2 separate regions of the Ovis aries genome follow, and region 1 is linked to region 2. Evidence: chromatin contacts called from public Hi-C data. All regions are on one chromosome and are shown on one strand. Each heading gives the region's core, a stretch centred on a gene start, on an enhancer-like site or on the middle of the called end of the contact. The rest is flanking DNA. Distances are from core to core; before and after follow the strand shown. Region 1 overlaps AHCYL2 (adenosylhomocysteinase like 2). Region 2 holds the start of AHCYL2 (adenosylhomocysteinase like 2).

Region 1 (2,808 bases), core at 16-2,515, 80 kb after region 2:
TTCCTGTCCAGAAGGCCATCACCAACTCCCGGAGTTTATTCAAACTCATATCCATTCAGTCGATGATGCCATCCAACCATCTCATCCTCTGTCGTCCCTCTTCTCCTCCTGCTTTCAGTCTTTCCCAGCATCAAGGTCTTTTCCACTGAGTCAGTTCTTTGCATCAGGTGGCCAGAGGATTGGAGTTTCAGCTTCAGCATCAGTCCTTCCAATGAATATTCAGGACTGATTTCCTTTAGGATGGACTGATTTAATTTCCTTGCAGCCCAAGGGACTCTCAAGAGTCTTCTCCAACATCACAGTTCAAAAGCATCAATTCTTTGGCACTTAGCTATAGTCCAACTCTCACATTCATACTTGACTACTGGAAAAACCATAGCTTTGACTAGACAGTCCTTTGTTGGCAAAGTAATTCTCTGCTTTTTAATATGCTGTCTAGGTTGGTCATAACTTTCCTTCCAAGGAGCAAGTGTCTTTTAATTTCATGGCTGCAGTCACCATCTGCAGTGATTTTGGAGCCCCACCCCCCCTCCACCCCCACCCCCACCCCCCCCGCCGACAAATAAAGTCTGCCACTGTTTCCCCATCTATTTGCCATGAAGTGATGGGACCGAATGCCATGATCTTAGTTTTCTGAATGTTGAGCTTTAAGCCAACATTTTTACTCTCTTCTTTCACTTTCAAGAGGCTCTTTAGTTTGTATAATCTTCCATTATTGTGTTATGCTGTTTTATAAATATAGATATATATGTCTTTCAAATAAGACTGTGAACTGTTTGAGGGCAAAAGTGATATATTCATCCTTATTCACAACATCTGCATCTACTAGGTGCTTAGTAAAAGTGTATTGAATTAAATGAACTGTGGAGAATATACAGTCTGGGTGTAGATTTGAATGAAGATTTAATAAAGGAAGATCTTTAGTGGGAATCCAACAGGGAGGAAAGCTGTTATGAACATTATCAATAAGTAGTTTCTAGTACCAATAGGCCAAAATATGGATAATAGTCACTTGAGAAATTAGCATTAGGGCACAGTTCTACTCTTGTTTCAGAAGCTGAAGAGGAGATACAAGTGATCTAACAGGGGTAAAAAAAGAGAGAAAGAAAACCCAGAGAGCAAGAGAGTCTTGACAGTAATGGCAGATAACAAACTTGGTTTGGGCTTGAAATGTGATCTGGCAGTCAAAGGAAAACTCATGCTATTCTAGGCAGTAGACAAAGAAGAATTGCGCCACAGCACAGGGAATTGGCAAGAGCCCACTGGGAGTATTACATTTAGCACAGTGTCAGCATGATAGAAGCAGAAAGTGGTGAGTTGTGAGAGCAACTGTAGTGCATAGATGAATTTACAAAGATCATTTAAAAATTTAAGCATGGAGAGTTGACTAAAATCTGGCAGCTGTGAGATCCAGGAGAGATACACTCCCAAATATCTGAAGGTTATTAACATTAGAGCAAGAGAGGAATTATTTAGCCTGGACTAGGAAACTTTGTAAGAAGGTGATACTAAGGGCAGGAGAATGTCTATGTTTCTAAAAGTAATGTCCTGATATAGTTTTGCAGTAATGGTGTCACCTTCATCCCTCAGAACTTTTTATAGTATGAAGCTATAAGGCCAAAATGTAAGAGTTAAGAAGCTTTTTCCCTTGAGAAATTGCTATGAAATATTTTGATCTTATGATTAAAGAGAGTTTTGTCCTATGAGGCAGATTACAGAGGACTGGTTTAGCGTTTATTAGTCATGCCTCGTATATCAAGAACTATACACAATAAGGCGACATGATTCTTGAGGTTCTAAAGTAAAACCACTGGTTGTTTTAGCCTTTATACATTCTCAATTTGTTTCAATAATTTAGAAACTTTGGCAGATTTAATTAAGACTATCCCTTTGGAACTGAATGATGGTAGAAGTAAGCCTAATGTAAACATCAAAAAAAAGAAAGAAACACATATGAAATCCTATTTGAACGAGTGCTCTGTCACAAGATGGCATAATATGTGTCCTTGGGGTGAGATTTGAGAATTTCCTTAGGGATGGGGATGATAACATATTTGTTGTTCATAACTTCTTAAATGCCAGAGAGTGGTGCAGTTCTGTTTTGTGCTGGCCAGATCTCTGAGTTATTTCTAAGTTCAAGACAGGACAGGGAAAAATGTGGTGATTCATTTAGAGATACCTTGTTTCCAGAGGCAGATGTATTTGAGTGTCCAGTTGAAATAGTTAAAAGAACCCGCAGTATACTGAGATTCAAAAGAGCTTGTTTCTCTTTCCTCATCTTTGGGCTCCATGGCTTTTAACTGCTTATCTAGAGAAGCCATCCATGTTGCAATTTTAAACATAACGTTGGGTATGAAGAATGTGGAGTTAGGACCCATTAAATTATCTTATATTCCCTATATCATCAGTCTGGCTCTTCCATGATGCAGATGTCAGGACAGTTTAGAGGTACAGGATTTCTTGGAGGAAACACCTGTGAACTAGAGAGGGAAGGGAGCCAGGAGAGTCAGGGAGAGCTCTCAGAATGTGATCCAGGTCTAACAGCTTGTGAAGGAAGACAGGGAAGGAAAGATTGGGTGGGAAGAACTTCAGACCACAGCACAGTTGAGAAAAATCTCAGTCAGGCAGATGTGGAATCCCCCAGCAAAAGTTGCCTATTAGGGCAATTCTATATGGGGAGGAATTATACTCCAGATTATTCTACTTATAGAAACTCACCCAAGAAAAATGGAAGCATATGTACATATAAAGACTTGTATGTAATGCTTTCTTGTACCTATTGATTTATGAAGTTTTTTTAGTTTATTA
Region 2 (2,866 bases), core at 316-2,815:
CTTCTGAGTCCTCTGTTTCTTGTTTGTAATTTAAAAAAAAAAAAAAAGAAGACTTTAATCTTTTAGGTATTCCCCAAATTCCAAACAGCAGGCTCAAGCATTTAATAGGACAATAGAGTCACAGGACTCATAGTTCCTTCTGAAGAGATATAGATAATAATCTGATACTTATCTCTGAGCTCCTCTACAGAACCTAAAACCCCCTACCCAGGCAGATGATGGTGACCGCATACATGTGACCACAAGTATGTGTACCCTAGACACCTTGGAACCAGAAGGTTGAGATTCCCCAGACATCCAGACATCATCCAACCAATCAGAATAGTCACACATTGGCAGCCCTCACCCCAAATTTTGTTTGACATCTGGGTTTGGGTTTTCTTGAGCACTAGCTCCCTCTTGTGCCTGGCACTCTGTAATAAACCTTTCTGTGCTCCCAACTCTGACATTTTGGTTTATTTTACCTCTTTGTGCCACTGGCATGCAAACTTAGGTTGGACATCTATGAGAATTCACAGAATGGAAATTCCCTGGTGGTTGGGTGGTTAGGACTCACTACTTTCACTGCTGAAGGCCCCGGGTTCAATTCCTGAACTAAGATCCTACAAGCTGAATGGAGGGGCAAAGAGAAAAAGGAGAAGAAAGAAAAAGAGAATTAACAGGGCAAAAGAATTAAGCTTAAGGCAACGTGTAATTCTTTTGTCGTTGTTGTTTAGTCGTTAAGTGGTGTCTGACTCTTTAGCCTAAAAATTTCCTACCTAGTAATATCGAACTTCTATTTTTTTGGACTGATAGTAAACTCTAAGCCCAGAATGTTCTAGAAATCACCACAGCACATAAGGTCTTATTTTATTCTTTCTAAAAACAAAGCCATTAAAGTTCAGAAAGGTGTTAGGGTTCCCTTTCACTGAGGCAGAAAAATCAAGTCACTTTCAGCCTGAGGCCTGCGCTCTCCCCACGTGATGCCGCTTTTCCTTTAAACGCCTGCTTACGTGATCTTAGACTAGCACACGGGGAGGAAATGTACACTGTCAGGGTAGAGAGCCCTTTCTTCCCCCACCTTCGCAGGCGGAGGGTTTCTAGCGTTGTCTCCTCGGAAGCCCCAGTTCCTCTGGAGACTCTTTCTCATGTCCTTTGTCGTGTCACCCGTTCTCACTCCTTTCCGTTAGTCGCCTGGACTAGAGCTCCACTAGTACTACAGAATCCCGCTAGCCGGAAGGCGACAGGGACTACAATTCCCAGGGGGCATCACGGCCCCGCCCTCGGCAGCGCGCAGTGCTGGTCGGGGGCTGAGGTCCCACGGTGTTGTCGCCGCGTGCGGCCCTGAACAAGCGCACTACAGGTTCCGTGGCACCACGCGCGGGAGCTAGCCGGGTCGGGCGGGGCGGGTCGGGTTGCGCGGGGCGGGGCGGGGCGGGGCGGGGTGGGGAGGGAGAGGCCGGGCTGGCTGGAGAGTTGGCGGGCGGGCAGAGGAAGGGGGTGGGAGCGGAGGCGATGGAGGGGAGGAGTGGGGGAATGGGGGAGGGAAGGGGAAGGGAGGCGGGAGGCGGGGCCGAGCCGGAGCTAGAGTCTGAGCCGGCGGTTGCAGTGGAGGCGGTGATGTCGGTGCAGGTCGTGTCAGCAGCTGCTGCCGCGAAGGTGCCTGAGGTGGAGCTGAAGGACCTGAGCCCCTCCGAGGCGGAGCCGCAGCTGGGACTGAGCACAGCGGCCGGGAGCGCCATGGCCCCCCCAGCGGGCGGCGGGGACCCTGAAGCTCCAGCTCCGGCCGCGGAGCGGCCCCCGGCCCCCGGTCCGGGATCCGGGCCCGCAGCGGCTCTCAGCCCGGCCGCTGGGAAAGTGCCTCAGGCGTCGGCCATGAAGCGGAGCGACCCTCATCACCAGCATCAGAGGCACCGCGACGGCGGCGAAGCCCTGGTCAGCCCCGACGGCACCGTCACCGAGGCGCCGCGCACAGTCAAGAAGGTATTGGGGCCGGGCTGCCTCTTTCGGAGAGGGAGGGAGGTGGGGAACCGCAGATCCTCTCGGCGCGGCGGCACCACTCTCCACGCCCTCCCTTCTGATGCTGGAAGTAGAGACATCTCTTTTCCCCTTAAACCCGCTCTCTCAGAGATGCCCCCACACGGGCCCCAGTGCTGGGGGGCGAAGACTCCAGGTGGTACGGCCGTACTTCGCTGGGAATAACATGGAGGTAGCGCCCTTCCTTACTACTTGGAATAGGCTGGGAGAGGAGAGGCACCTCGTATTACACCTTTCTGTACTCCTAACCTACTCCCGTGTGTATTTTCCAGACTGTCGGGGAGAAGACCCCGATGGTGTAGAAAAGCTTTACTGCTTCTGAGAGTTCACCCAGTAATAAGGGTTGAAAGAGCTTTTCCGTTTGGACATCTTTTCTGTAAGGAGTAGTTACCTCGCGTTGAGATCCTCAGTTGTCTGGTTTCTGTACAGAAGATGACTCTCTGCCTTTCTGTGGCCAGGCGCTTCCATCTAGCAGTACTGATGCCGTGCCCTTCATTCCACATACTGCAAGATCCTTAGGTTTTCTCTGAAAGTAGAAGGGTAATAGGGTAATGGAGAGATTCACTCCACTCTTCTCTTTGAGGTTTGTCCTCTCAGCTCAGTAGTTGATCACCAGGATTGTTAGACTGTGTATAAAGAGAATGATTGTTTTTATTGGTTCTTTTATTATGGTCCGTAAGTATTAGGAAGAAATGCTTCTACTTTTGGGAAAGGCGATCACTGTCAGATTTTGCTAAGCTGCCAGCTTCTTTCAGATAGTTTTGAAGAGGCAGTAGTCTCAGAACACCAAGGAGTAGATAGATGTGCCTGAATGTTTGATATTCTCAGTATTATCCTTGCAATGGCTGTC

Evidence for each region. Hi-C and Micro-C count contacts between places; a contact is called where the count stands out from the background.
Region 1: a contact with region 2 is called in a Hi-C map of tail adipose tissue, with 2.7 times the contacts expected there. The contact joins the enhancer-like site here to the promoter of AHCYL2 in region 2. A contact is called at or near these places in 5 of 16 Hi-C or Micro-C datasets (hypothalamus, liver, muscle and 2 more).

Annotation. Positions count from the first base shown.
Region 1 is chr4:94,915,901-94,918,708 of ARS-UI_Ramb_v3.0, forward strand. All of the region lies in intron 1 of AHCYL2 (adenosylhomocysteinase like 2), which reads left to right. Among named protein-coding and RNA genes, the nearest start is that of AHCYL2, 80 kb to the left of the region's middle. Within about 2 kb of position 1,266, at least 7 of the 54 cell types and tissues checked have an H3K27ac peak or open chromatin away from gene starts, as enhancers often do. A contact at or near this core is called in tail adipose tissue, where this site is marked.
Region 2 is chr4:94,835,727-94,838,592 of ARS-UI_Ramb_v3.0, forward strand. It overlaps AHCYL2 (adenosylhomocysteinase like 2), which reads left to right and starts at 1,566. Exons shown (of 16, transcript XM_060415121.1): 1 at 1,566-1,962. The coding sequence starts at 1,600.